Linked DNA regions of Rattus norvegicus: region 2 is linked to region 1. Evidence: chromatin contacts called from public Hi-C data. All regions are on one chromosome and are shown on one strand. The core of a region is the stretch at or near the end of the contact, and the rest is flanking DNA. Distances in the headings are between cores, read along the strand shown.

The links. Hi-C and Micro-C count contacts between places; a contact is called where the count stands out from the background.
Region 2: a contact with region 1 is called in a Hi-C map of psoas muscle, with 2.0 times the contacts expected there. The contact joins the promoter of Kcnj6 here to the enhancer-like site in region 1. A contact is called at or near these places in 3 of 12 Hi-C or Micro-C datasets (frontal cortex, prefrontal cortex and psoas muscle) and 1 of 1 datasets of contacts at active chromatin or transcription factors (oligodendrocytes).

The regions. Positions count from the first base shown.
Region 1 is chr11:47,578,240-47,584,259 of GRCr8, forward strand. All of the region lies in intron 3 of Kcnj6 (potassium inwardly-rectifying channel, subfamily J, member 6), which reads right to left. It overlaps LOC102550239 (a long non-coding RNA gene), which reads left to right. Exons shown (of 5, transcript XR_005491269.2): 2 at 5,402-5,547. Among named protein-coding and RNA genes, the nearest start is that of Dyrk1a, 200 kb to the left of the region's middle. Within about 2 kb of position 4,647, at least 2 of the 93 cell types and tissues checked have an H3K27ac peak or open chromatin away from gene starts, as enhancers often do.
Region 2 is chr11:47,776,816-47,782,942 of GRCr8, forward strand. Kcnj6 (potassium inwardly-rectifying channel, subfamily J, member 6) reads right to left here and starts at 1,533. Exons shown (of 4, transcript NM_013192.3): 1 at 1,341-1,533.

The sequences.
Region 1 (6,020 bases), core at 3,397-5,896:
GCACAGATATATATCTCTAGTAGAAGACAGGATGAGCACAGATTATTAAGAGTAATTTGATTGTTGTATACAAAGTTCTAGGGGGACCAAAGAGAAGGAATTGGCTAACTTGGGGAAGGAGAGTGTTGAGAAAATATTCAAGAGGCTGGGTTTCTCAAACATAGGTTAGGGCCCACAGTTCTCTAAGGGAACAGGAGGCAATGCAGACATGCAAGCCAGGACTGTACAGTGACAGGCCTTTGGGGACATCAAGGGCTTTTCTGTAAGCCCCTTGCAGTGGGGTGCTATTGACGAGTATTATGGGGCTCTATGACATCAGAGCAGCGGTGGACAATGTCTTAAATTCCTCTGGTATGTTTGGAGAACTCTGCTCTGGCTCTTAGGCTTGTTTCATGATTCTTAGAAACACCCAGGGAGACCCCATGACAGGCTGTGGTACCTGGCTTGCAGCTGGGGGGAAAGTGCCCAGAAGGCAGAGACCAGTCACCTGAGGTATTCAGTTTTGTGCGTGTGGCCATCAAATCCGTCAACCAGTAAATACAGGGGGTACCTACCAAAATGGCGAGGTGTTTTGCCTTTGGAGTCAGTCTGATGGACCACATCATACGTGGAAACTGCTCATATGCTGAGGTTGTTTAAAATGTGTCCCCAAGTTCTCTGCTACTCTACCGTCAAGAGGCAGAGCCTAGCTCCCCTCTCCTGGTACATGGGCTGAACTTGCCACCCCACTCCGATGAAGTGGAAGTGTGCTATACCAGAGACTTGATTGGAAACGGCATTGTGGCTGTTCCCTGTTGTCCTCTGAGCGTCCTGCTCTGCGGAACATTAGCTGGCATGTTGGGAAGACACTTAGCATCCTTTATGGAGAAACTGAGATCTCCAACCAGTAGCCTGGGAGGGAGTCAGCCCAGCCTAGATCCTCCACTCCGGTCAAACCTCTGGATGGCAATTTCAGGAGAGCCCAGCAGCTCTTGACCTTGACCAATGAGGCTGTGAGTTGTGTTGGCTGCCTTCCTTAACCAAACTTTGGGGCAAGTTGTCGTGTATCAGACTGTAGTGTGTGCCCTTGAGCGAGTGAGTTAATCAGGTCTCCTGCACTCTGTGTTCTCCCCTGTGTAGGGAGCTCTAAGGAGTCTGTATCACAGGGGAGCTGTGAGGTTTTGTGAGCAAGCCTGTGTGAGGTGCTTAGTACACACAGAACAGCTAATGCTGTTAGCATTCTTAGCATTCTAAGCTCCACCCCCACAGTTACCTGGCAACAGCCAGGTATGCTCCACCCCACAGTTACCTGGCCACAGCCAGGCATGCCTGACACTATAAAGGGGCTGCTTGCCCCCTCCTCACTCTCTCGCTCTTGCTCCTGCTTCCTCTTGCCCTCTCTTCCCTCTTTGTCCCTTCTCTCCCCATTCCCCCCTTCTCTCAATGTGCTCATGGCTGGCCTCTACTCCTCTACTCCTCTACTCCTCTCCTCTACTCTTTCTCTGCCCTACTACCCTCTTAACTCCCCTCCCCATGCCCCGAATAAACTATTCTATACTACACTGTCATCGTGTGACTGATCCCTCACAGGAAGGGATTTCTCAGCATGGGCCCACTGAGGCACCCCCTTTCCCCAGACCTCCATAGAGCATATCCCCTCTTCCTATCTTTCAAAAATACAACATTGGTGAGGAAACCTGGGATTGAACCAGGGACTCGGGACATACCCTCTCTTTATCTTTTTATAAACACATCACTAACAACTGGCAGGAGATCAAGTTCTTGCTAAACAAATGGAGGACAGGGCTTAACAAGTGACCATTGGTAAACGCTGCCCATCAGCCTAAGAGTGGTCACTGGCCAAATGGACACTGAACTTCACTGGGAGGGATGTGGGAACCAGTGTGGAACAAGGGTGTGAAGATCTTTGTCCTGAGACACGTAGGGGTTAGGACTGTTTCCTCCTTGCCCTGGGCCTGCACGTCCCAGAATCCATAAGCCTTACAACCCCCACTTCCGCCACCCTTGAGATGGTCATGTAGCCTGGTGGTCAGGTTCCAGGTTTAACTTCCTCTCTCCCATAAGGACATGTCCAACAAGCATCTAGAATTCCTCTTCATGAAAATGAAGTGTTCCCAGCACCTCAGCCCCAGCCAAGAATGTGCACTTCTCTCCCTGAAAACCCCTACCTACTCCCCAAGGTCTGTATAGCCCTTGTTACCCCCTCAAGAGGAGAGCTGTTTCACTGAAAACCATCTCCAGAGAAGGCTGTTTCTTCTGCACTCATGTTGACTGAGATCCTGCTAATCCACCCGCCGGGCTAAGCTTCATTCCTTGAAGTCCAGCCCAGTGATATCCCAAGGGAGCTAGCAGAGCAGGGCCAGCAGGGGGACATTCTGTGCAGAGCAAGAATTGGACAAAGCCCAGAAACCCCTCTGGTCTCAGGATGTCTCACTGCTGCCTTCTGCAGTGCTGAAGCACCTCACATGCACTCAGCTTTGCAGGCCTGACTGCATGAATCCTGTGCAGAAGAGGCAGCCAGGAGCACCCCAGGCCATGTGCTTAGGGAAGCCCCAGCCAGCAGGAGGGCAGCTACTGCTGTGATTCTCATCCCGCAAGTCAGACCCTCACACAGGCCTCCTATACACGTAATAGAGAGAAAACTTCTCTGATCAAAAGTTCAGTCTACAAATTTTGCTCATTCTCAGTTACCCCATTGGCTGGGGAAACGTCTAAACTGCCTTCCTTCCCTCTGGAGTGGAAGACAGATATGAAGTTTTAACCTGAGAAGAAACTCTTGAGGAGCAAGGTTTCTCAAGACAGTTCAGGTGACAGGTAAAGTCTAGTGTGTGGAGTGAATATGGGGTCCCTGAAATGTCCTGAACTGAGTCTGACCAGCCAGGGCCCAGGCAAGCATTGGCTGCTGTGAACTCTCTCTCTTCCTTCCTTCCTCTCTCTCCCTTCCCTTCTCCCCCTCTCCTCTTCCTTTTCTTCCCTTTCTTCTTTCCTCTCTTTTTCCATCCCCCTCTCCTCCCCCTCTCTCTTCTTCCCTTCCTCCTCCCTTTCCCCTCCCCCTTTCTCTCTCCCTTCCATCTCCTCTTTCCCTTTTCCTCCCCCTTTCCCACCCCCTTCTCTCTTATTTCCTTTCTCCTTTTCTCCCTCCCTCTCTGCCTCCCTCCACTCCTTGTTTCCTCTTCCCTCTACCTCTCTTCTTCCTTTCCTCTTCCCTCCTCTTCTTTTTTCTTCCTTCCTTCTCTCCCTTTCCTTCCCTTCTCCTCCCTCTTTCCCTCTGCCCCTCTTTTCTCACACTGTTCCTGTGGACTCTGAGGTATAGAACATGGTGCCTGTCTTCTCTGATGAATGTTGGACATGTGAAGAACTGGTCTCATGTCTTCCTTCATTGATGGGAAGGCCTTAGGCTTGCCTGAACCCCAGGGGCTGCCCTGCCTGCTGCTCTCCTGTCCTATGGGTTCCTCACTTCACAGCATCCCTGGACAGTCATGTGGTGAGGGACTGTTATCACTGAAGACATATCAATTTCCTGAGATTGCCGATGGGCAGGGGACTGACAGGAGTCAGAAACATCACATAGGTCAGGAGGCAATAGGTGTGAGATCAAGGTTTGGCCAGACTGTGCTCCCATGAAGGCTTTCGGGACTCTTCCTTCCTTGATCTAGTGATGGATGGCACCCTTGTTGGTTGTGTCACCTAACTTCATGTAGCCTCCTCTCTCTATGTGTCTCTAAGGACACACATTGGGCTTTTGGCTACCTGCCATCTTGAGATCTTTAAGCTAAGTAAATAAGCAGATAGTCCTATCTTTTGAGTGGTCACCAGTCAGCTACAGATGGGGTGGTGTCTTGGTAGTGATCAGAGTAATTTTCTGTCCACCCAAGATCAGCTGACGTATACGTCTTGGGGTGGATACAGGGCTGATTGTATCACCTGCCTGGGGCCACTTATCCCTAAAGCCTGATAGGAAGCTGCTGTAAGTGTGGGGAAGGCAGACAGGGCTGCACCAGAGAGCACCAGTCATTGGGGAACAGGTTCTGGTCAGGTGAGAACTTGAGTGTTCAAGCTTGACTTCGTTTATCTAAGTAGGCACATCTTGCTTCTCTCCACAGTTTCACAGTCTCTGGTGACAAGCTAGGGAGGCATGCCTGGGAAGCCTCATCCTCTGATTCACATAACTTACATTATAGTTCCTCTTTTTTGTGTTCCCAGGGGGAGGAAATTGGCTGTGGGACGCCACCAAAAATAAACACACAAGCACACAGCAAGCCCATACGAAAAATCCTGTTTGCACAAGAGAAGGAGCTCATGCCCCAAATTTGGCTTCCCCATCATGGCAATGGCTTTGGATCCAGCCTCTGTGGCAGGGGAAGCTTCCTTCTAGAAGGATTTCAAAGTTCCTGCCTTTTAAAAAACACATTTAAAGAGATACTCAGCCCTGAGAGCTCCCTAAAATCTTGTCTTTTCTCTCTCTCTACCTCCCCTTTTCTATTCCTCCTCCCCTTCTTCTCTTCCTCATGGCCCATTGGCTTACCTAAGTAGCTTTCTTTTACACACCAAGGGGAACCCCTTGCAGCAGGTGCACTGTCTCTTTAAGGGTAGCAGTGGTATTAGCTCTGCTCAGCACAGGACACAGGAGCAAAAGGTCAAGGTTGTCAGGAGGAAGACAGGGACCTAGATAACTCCAAGGAAGCAGGGTGAGCAGTAGGGTTGAGGGTAAAGCCACCCAGCACCGAGCTGATGGTCTGAACCTTGGATCTTTCTGATGTGTCCCAGAGAAGGGACAACAAGTAAAGAGGGGTGCAGAGGGTGGCTTTTGCAGCCCTTAAGGAGCTGGCTGCTTGCAGTGCCTGCTGAGCTGGTGTGGGCATGAGGCCAGGGGTGAGTTTTTCTCTTTGCCTGAGCTGCTCAGTGACAGTGTTGGCCTCCAACAGCGAAGACTAAGATTAAGCTTCAGAACACACAGAAGTGTCTATACACAGGAGGCATGCTCCAAGGCCCCTCAGTGGATGCCTGAAGTCATAGATCACACTGCATCACATACCTATGGAGTCACACACACCAAAGATACTGCCTAATTTTTAAGTCTAGCACAATGTGAGGTTAATACTAATTCACCACGCATCTGAGCAGACTCAACACTTACATTTTTAATAAGGAAAATCTCTGTGCAGGTGAGTTTTTATCATCAACCTTATACATCTTAGAATCAACTTGAGGAATTATTTCTATCAGGCTGAACTGTGGGTGTGCCTGATAGGTGACTGTCTTGATAGTTCAGGTGGGTGGACTCATCCTGATTGTGGGTGGTACCATTTCTTGGGCTGGGCCTTGGCTTGTGAAGAAGGTCAGCTGCAATCAATCAATCAATCAGTCAATCAATCAATCAATCTCTGTCTGTACCTTCCAGGTGCTGGGAGTGCAGGAGTGTGCCCCATGTCCAGTTTACATGGTACTGGGAGTTGAACCTTCCATGAGCCTCATGAACTCTAGCCAGACAGCACCAGCTGAGCCACATCCCTACCTCTTGGTGCAATCATTATTAATAATGCAAAGGTGAGCTGGACGCAAGCACTGCGATGCTTTGACATTTGATCTGACAATCAATAGCCACTTAGTGGGTGTGCAGGATACATGGTGTGGGTGCTTCAGTCAGAGAGACGGTTATAAGTAAGATGGTAGATCTCATTTACTACTCAAAATGTCATGTGGCTGAAACACAGGCATTGCTTATTTCTAGAATATTCCATTCACTATTTCCAGGGTGTGGTTGACCATAACCAAAACCTGGGAAAGCAAAATTGTGCACCACAGGAATTGCTATGATGAAACTTTCCTAGTAACTGTTGTATTGGTTTCTCAAGGCTGCCATAAAAGGTGCCACAGACTGAGTGGCTTCACCTATGGAAGTGGGGCATGCACATCTGCCCTGGGGCCAGACTCTGAGGTCAAGCTACTGGTCGTGTGGGGTCCTGCTGAAAGCAGTGAGGAGGGGTCTGAAGTAGGTCTCCCTCCTGGGTTCTGGTGGG
Region 2 (6,127 bases), core at 283-2,782, 200 kb after region 1:
GATACCCATAGGGCACACGGTGGGCATATCTTTGCCTGGAGCCAAGAAAGTTTTGTCCAACGGTTTTTCCTATCACTGGAGCTGCTATGTCCCCTCCCACCTGGGTCGCCATGGAGACTCAGCTCCTTCCTTCTCCAGGCAAAATGGGCGAAGCTTAGTTAGCTCAGCCCTGACTGTAGCAAGCCCACTTTCTCGGACATTGTCCTTCTCCATTTTTCTTTTCTCATCAAAAGAAAGGTAGCCAGGGCATAGTGCTTGCATGGAAGTGCATAGCTCTCAGTACCTGAGAGCTCACCAGGACCCCGGGACTTTGGAGAAAGCAGTTGGGAGCACACTGAAGCTATAATGGATTGCCAACTCCCAGACACTGGAGGGTTTCCTCCCCCCACCCCTGCCCTGCTTTGTGGGGAAAGTGGAGGTGGAGAAGGGATTCTTTGGAAAATTCTGCTGTTCCCTTTCCACTAAGCTCAGATTGTTTCTGTGACCTTTTCTATGAAGATCTGTTCTCCCCCACCCCAAGACTCTCTCCATATTGAACCCTGTATATATACCTGTGGATCCACCCAGGGCTTCACTGGGCTTGGGGAATAAGAATACCATTTCAGTTAAAAAAACTAACCCAAGCTTAATGTCTTGATGCAAGTGAACCCATACCCAGGAGAGAAGCTAAGTCGGTAGACTCACCTAGCCCACACTTGGTGTGACCCTGGTGTTTCCTGCTTTCAGTTAGTTTTACTTGTAGGGACATCTTAGTCCCTGTCTTCCATCAGCGGCGACACATCTCGGGTTTACTGATGAAGACCATGTGAAGTCCTCCCCTGTCTCACAGCTTTCGCCCTTCCGCTCACTTTTCCTCCTTCGCATCCTCTCCTCTTTATGCCCAAACAGAACAAGGCTACTGAACAGCTTTCCACCAAGACAATGGGCTTTCCCAACTCTCCCTGCCTACCCCGCCAGCCAGCCGCCCCTGCCTGCGGGATCATCTGTGTGTTTGATCTTCACTAGGGGTGCGGAGTGAGGTCCACAGTAGCTGACCCATTCTCTCGCGCCCAGGGCAGGCAGACCCCTCCTCCTGCCACCCACCCAGGCGAGTTTTTAAGCTGCTAATGAAAATCCTATGAGACACATTTCCTTTTGGTTATGTAACCAAAGGCAGCTTTTCCTGCCTCTGGTGGACTTCAGCATCATGTCTCCGCTGAGAAGGGAATGCAAACAGTCACAGTGGGGCTGGGGACCTGGGAGCCAGGACCTGAAGGCTCGCTCGGGGATCCTAGGACACGGAACATCTGGCTGGGATCCATGCCAGCTCCTCGCCTTGAACAACTCAACGCACTGCTTACCTTGTGGTGGACAGGGTAGGTTCACTTCATCCTCATCGCCTCTCTTGGAACGGAGCAAGATTCAGTAATTCACTCCACGGTGGATGGCAAGGGAAGAAAATACAAGAAGAGGAGGAAACAGACCAACTGGAAGCAGATGGTCCAATTTCACATCAGCCCCGGCAGGCTTTCGGGAGACTCCATTCTGCTGCTAGCGGTTGGTCCAGCTCCTGCTCCAGCTCCGGCTCGCCTGTTCCCGCGGATCCCCACCCTCGGCCCGCCCAACCTCTCCAGCCAGGTGCTGCCGTCTGGTGACTGGCTCCCTCTGGCTGGAGGGCTGGGCGCTGGGGCCACCGCGGGGCAGAGGAGTGCGCGTGTGGGCAGGGACGGAGGAGGGAGCCCTGCTGCGAGGAAACTGGGGGAAAGCCTTGAGTGGCAGGGGGAATAAATCCTCGTTTAGGAGCAAAGTGATAGATCTCGTAGGGAAACGTCATGAAAGCCGCAGATTCAACGAATGCTACTCGGTTCCAGCCCCACGGGCTGAGCCGCGCTGTCAGCGCATGAAGCGACGCGTCTCTGGATAAAAGCGGGCGCAGCGCCGCGCGCTGGAGAACCAAGGCGACACAGTGATCAGCGTCGCTGCGAGGCGGAGGGGCGGGGGGGGGGGAGCGGAAGAGATGGAGCCAGACCCTAGCCGCCCACCTTTCGCCCAGCCTCTTGTTCTTTTTAACCTGGAGTGAACTGGGGCGCTGAAACGGGGGCGCCACATCCCTCCAAAGTGAACCGAGAAGTAGGGGTTTCTATTGTTGGTGTGTGTGTGTGTGTGTGTGTGTGTGTGTGTGTGTGTGTGTGTGTGTGTGTGTAGTCTTTGACTCTTAGATGCCCAGGGACACCCCCCCCCCGCCCCATGTCACTTAATAAGTCCTAAACTTGAGGATCTGTTTATGCCTGCCTGTTATAGCTTCTCTTTTGGCTTTGACGAAATGTGAAGAGTGGGGTTTCTTCACTGCTTTCCACTGGCTGAAATCCCTCTGGAGATCATATGTGGTCAGCATAGCCCAGAGGGGCCTTAGCCAACAAGATGGGCCTAAGGGTGGGGGACTGCAACCCAGGGCTTTGATCGCACAGATCTAAGACCAGGTCTGGTGCTATGCTTAGTCCATCCTATCCACCGCTCCTGGGACCTAGTGCTAGCTCCCCCCCCCCACTTTAGTTAAGCTTTTGCGAGCAGGTGAGCTTTCTGAGTATAATCCCACTGCCTAAAACACACTCCTCGTGGACAGCCACCTACTTTGGGTTAACCTGCTCTGTATGGTTCTTTCAGGGGTGATCCCACAGTGAATCCCAGTTACAACTTGACGTTCCTTTGCGGACACTGCAAGCAGTAGTTCCTTTCCAAAGCCTTCTCACATCTAGCTCCCACCCAAGTGCAGACCCGTTTATGCATTTTTTAACCCAAGGAGAAATGGTTTCGCAAGGAGACTGTAAAAGTAATTGACACTATTGGCCGATAGCTCTATAATGGCCCGATTAATAACAGGCTATTCTGTTTACTTAGCAGCCCAAGTAAAGAGGCGACACAACTCAAGAAGGTGACCCTTTCTGATGAACAGACTCACCAAGATCTGCTCTTAGCAGATATTTTATTGAATGATATTTTAGTGAATGATATTTTATTCTGAACTCATGCTCTAAGAGTACTTTTAAAAGCTGTGCATGCATGTTCATGCGCAAGTGTGCATGTGTGTGCCCGCGCGTGTGCCTGTGTGCATGTGTGCATGTGCGTGTGTGCGTGTGTGTGTGTGTGTGTAGGTGTATGTGCATGTGTGTGCATGTGTGTGTGATTACCCACAGAGTATAGAAGAAGGCATCAGGTCATCCAAAGCTTGAGTTACAGGGGATTCTGAGCTGGCTGGTGTGGGTGCTAGGAGTAGAATCTGGGTCCTCTGTAAGAGCAGAGCAGGCCCTCATGCACTCAGTCATTTCTTCAGCTCCTATTCATACTTTTGTTTCCCTTATTGGTCACAATTTATTGTAAAGTCATGAAAGGCCAGCAACAGTCAGTCTAGAGAATACATACTTTTTATTTAAAGTATAGAATAGAGTTTATTCAGGGCATAGGGAGGGGAGTTAAGAGGGTGGTAGGGCAGAGAGAGAGAGAGAGAGAGAGAGAGAGAGAGAGAGAGAGAGAGAGAGAGAAAGAGAGAGAGAGATAGAGAAATAGAGTAGAGGCTGGCCATGAGCACATGGAGAGAAAGGGGAGGGGAATGGGGAGAGAAGGGGCAAGGGGGCAAGGGAGAGCAAGAGGAAGCAGGAGCAGGAGCGAGAGCCAATCCATACTTTTTAATGGCACAGGCATCTAGCCTCTCAGGAAGCTTGCTTTCTGAGATAACTTTGCTACAGAAAGGTGTTTACTTCAGTTTGCATCAACAGCTGGGTCCTCCTTTCCCACACAGGCTACAAGTTTGTATTTGCTGATGATTTTTCCCTGAGGGGTTGCCATCTCAGTTGCTCACGCCTCAGCTTTTGTGTGGCATTCGGAGGCATTACTATGCACGCCATGCGATCTCACGCTACATAAGGTCTGCTGGGCTTAGCAATTGTGTCAGAAATGAAGACAAAGCGAGACCCTGGCAGAACAATGCCCTAGGGGCCTAGGGGTGTTAGCTCTGGAACATTAGATCAGTTCTCAGTGCGCCTGTGTAGAGAGCGCTTTATTTAATCCACAGTGCTGCTGTGGGCATGGCCAGTCTATATTTCCACCAAAGTTTCCAAAGTGTCTTTCTCACAGGGCACTCACTGGAATTAGAAAGTGGAGATGTGTTCTATCTACATTAACGCCACCCCTTCTCCCAGCATGAAGCTGCAGCTAGGGTTGTGTGGTCTACTGAGCTTCAAGAATAGTGCAGAATTGTGCTCTGAATGGGACAGGTCACATTTAATTGGTATGGTACGGTATTCCCTGGAGCTTGTATAGGGATCTGCTTGAGTGTAACTCAAGAATCACCACCAACACCGGGAGGGCAGGTCAGCTGTGCTCAGGGCCTGCAAGATGCTACCTCAGAGCCCTCAGGGACCCATCGCACCTGCTGTGTCTGTGTTGTCAGATGCCAATCAAGTGGAGACATGTCACAGTGTCAAGTGCAGGCCAGGCAAGGGACGAGGAGGATTTCCTCCTAGGGGTAGAGCTGTGCTCTGAAGCTGATATTGGCCCTGGCTTTTAGGATTAATTAATTATACAGATGAGTCTGACCCCTCCATATATCAAACCTTAATAGAGGTCTATTAGCCAGTAAAATCAACAGAACAAATGATCTCTGTGGGGCACCATTTGTTTTGGCCTAGCCTTTCCTTCAACATTAGCTGGGTCAATTTACAGCTCAGTTTATCTTCTTGGTGCATATGTAGACCAGCCTTGCCCTGAACTGGTGTGCAGGGGTTTTCTGGTGGCTTGGTCAGGGGCTTGTTACTGGCTTAAAATCTTGGGTTCCCATGGAAACACAGTTCTGCTCCTGACAACTCCCCTACAAGTAATATCAACGCCCACCCAAACTTAACTCCTAATATATCAGAGGTCATAGATGAGCTTTAAATTTTGATTGTGGTGGTTGAAGAGTTTTAATTTATCCTAGGGGCTGGAGAGGTTGCTAAGTAGTTAAGGGCACTGAATACTCTTTCTGAAGACCTGAGTTTGATTCCTGGTATCCCCATGGCAGTGTGGATAACTCTGGCTCCAGGGGACACAACACCCTCTTCTGACTTTCTCAGGCAACAGGCATCCAATGGTGCACAGACATATGTGCAGGCAAAACACCAAACACATAAAGTAAAAATTTAAAAATACATTAGAAAGTCATTCTTTCCTACCATTCTGCTTCCAAAGGACTGGATGATTCTGTCAGGTTTGTTAGGGGGAATAGTTGAACTTCTTTTTCCAACCCTGTCTACGCACTGCAAGATGCGCTCTTAAGACCCATTCCCAGGCGTACATAAGGAAGAGTCTTCTGCTAAGTCATGTAGACCATCTGCCTCAACCTCAGTATTTTTAGGGCTCACCTTTAGCACAGTCACCCCCAGTTATCAGTCATAGTTTCTTTTTCCCTTTGGCACACTTCAATTTTCTACACTGCTTTCTCGTGTTGGAACAATACTCAGGATCTTAGTTAATATTAAATTAGAATCATTTGTAAGTATTTTGACATGCGTTTTTTTTTTTTAGTCTAGTTCCACGACTTTGTAAGTGAGTATAATCCAGAGACTCCTTTGATCGTCTCCTCCCCGTAACGATGTGTTATTAGCTCACTCTGCAGCAGGTAGAGATCCTTTCTAATCACACTGTTCCCCCAAGAATTCATTAAAGTACAATTAAAAAATTATAATAGCTTCAAATACATTTCAGAAGACCACCAGGGGCGAGGGTGAGATGAACAATTGTGTAAAGGAAGGCCATTAGTCTTCCCGCACCTCTTCCGAGAGGTTGTTCCAATTATCACAGCATTTTCAGGGAAGGAGAACTCAAGGACGAAAATAAGCAAATTGAATGTGTGAGATGCTCTTTCCTTGGTTAATCATTGATGAGATGATCCAATTCTTTGTGTCTTTTTCTCCCTGACACCAGTAACAACAAGGCTGAGTTGCAGAGAATGATGTCAAAATCTCCTCTCTGGGCCATCACCTACCTCTGAGTCATCGCCGCGCAGGAAGCAACCATCAGCAGAGGATCTAGTTTGCTCTCAGCGGAGGTATTTGCCTGGGACACCCTAGCTTCTGAGTCTCTTCAGGAGCCTGCTCCTCTGCCTACTTTGCCT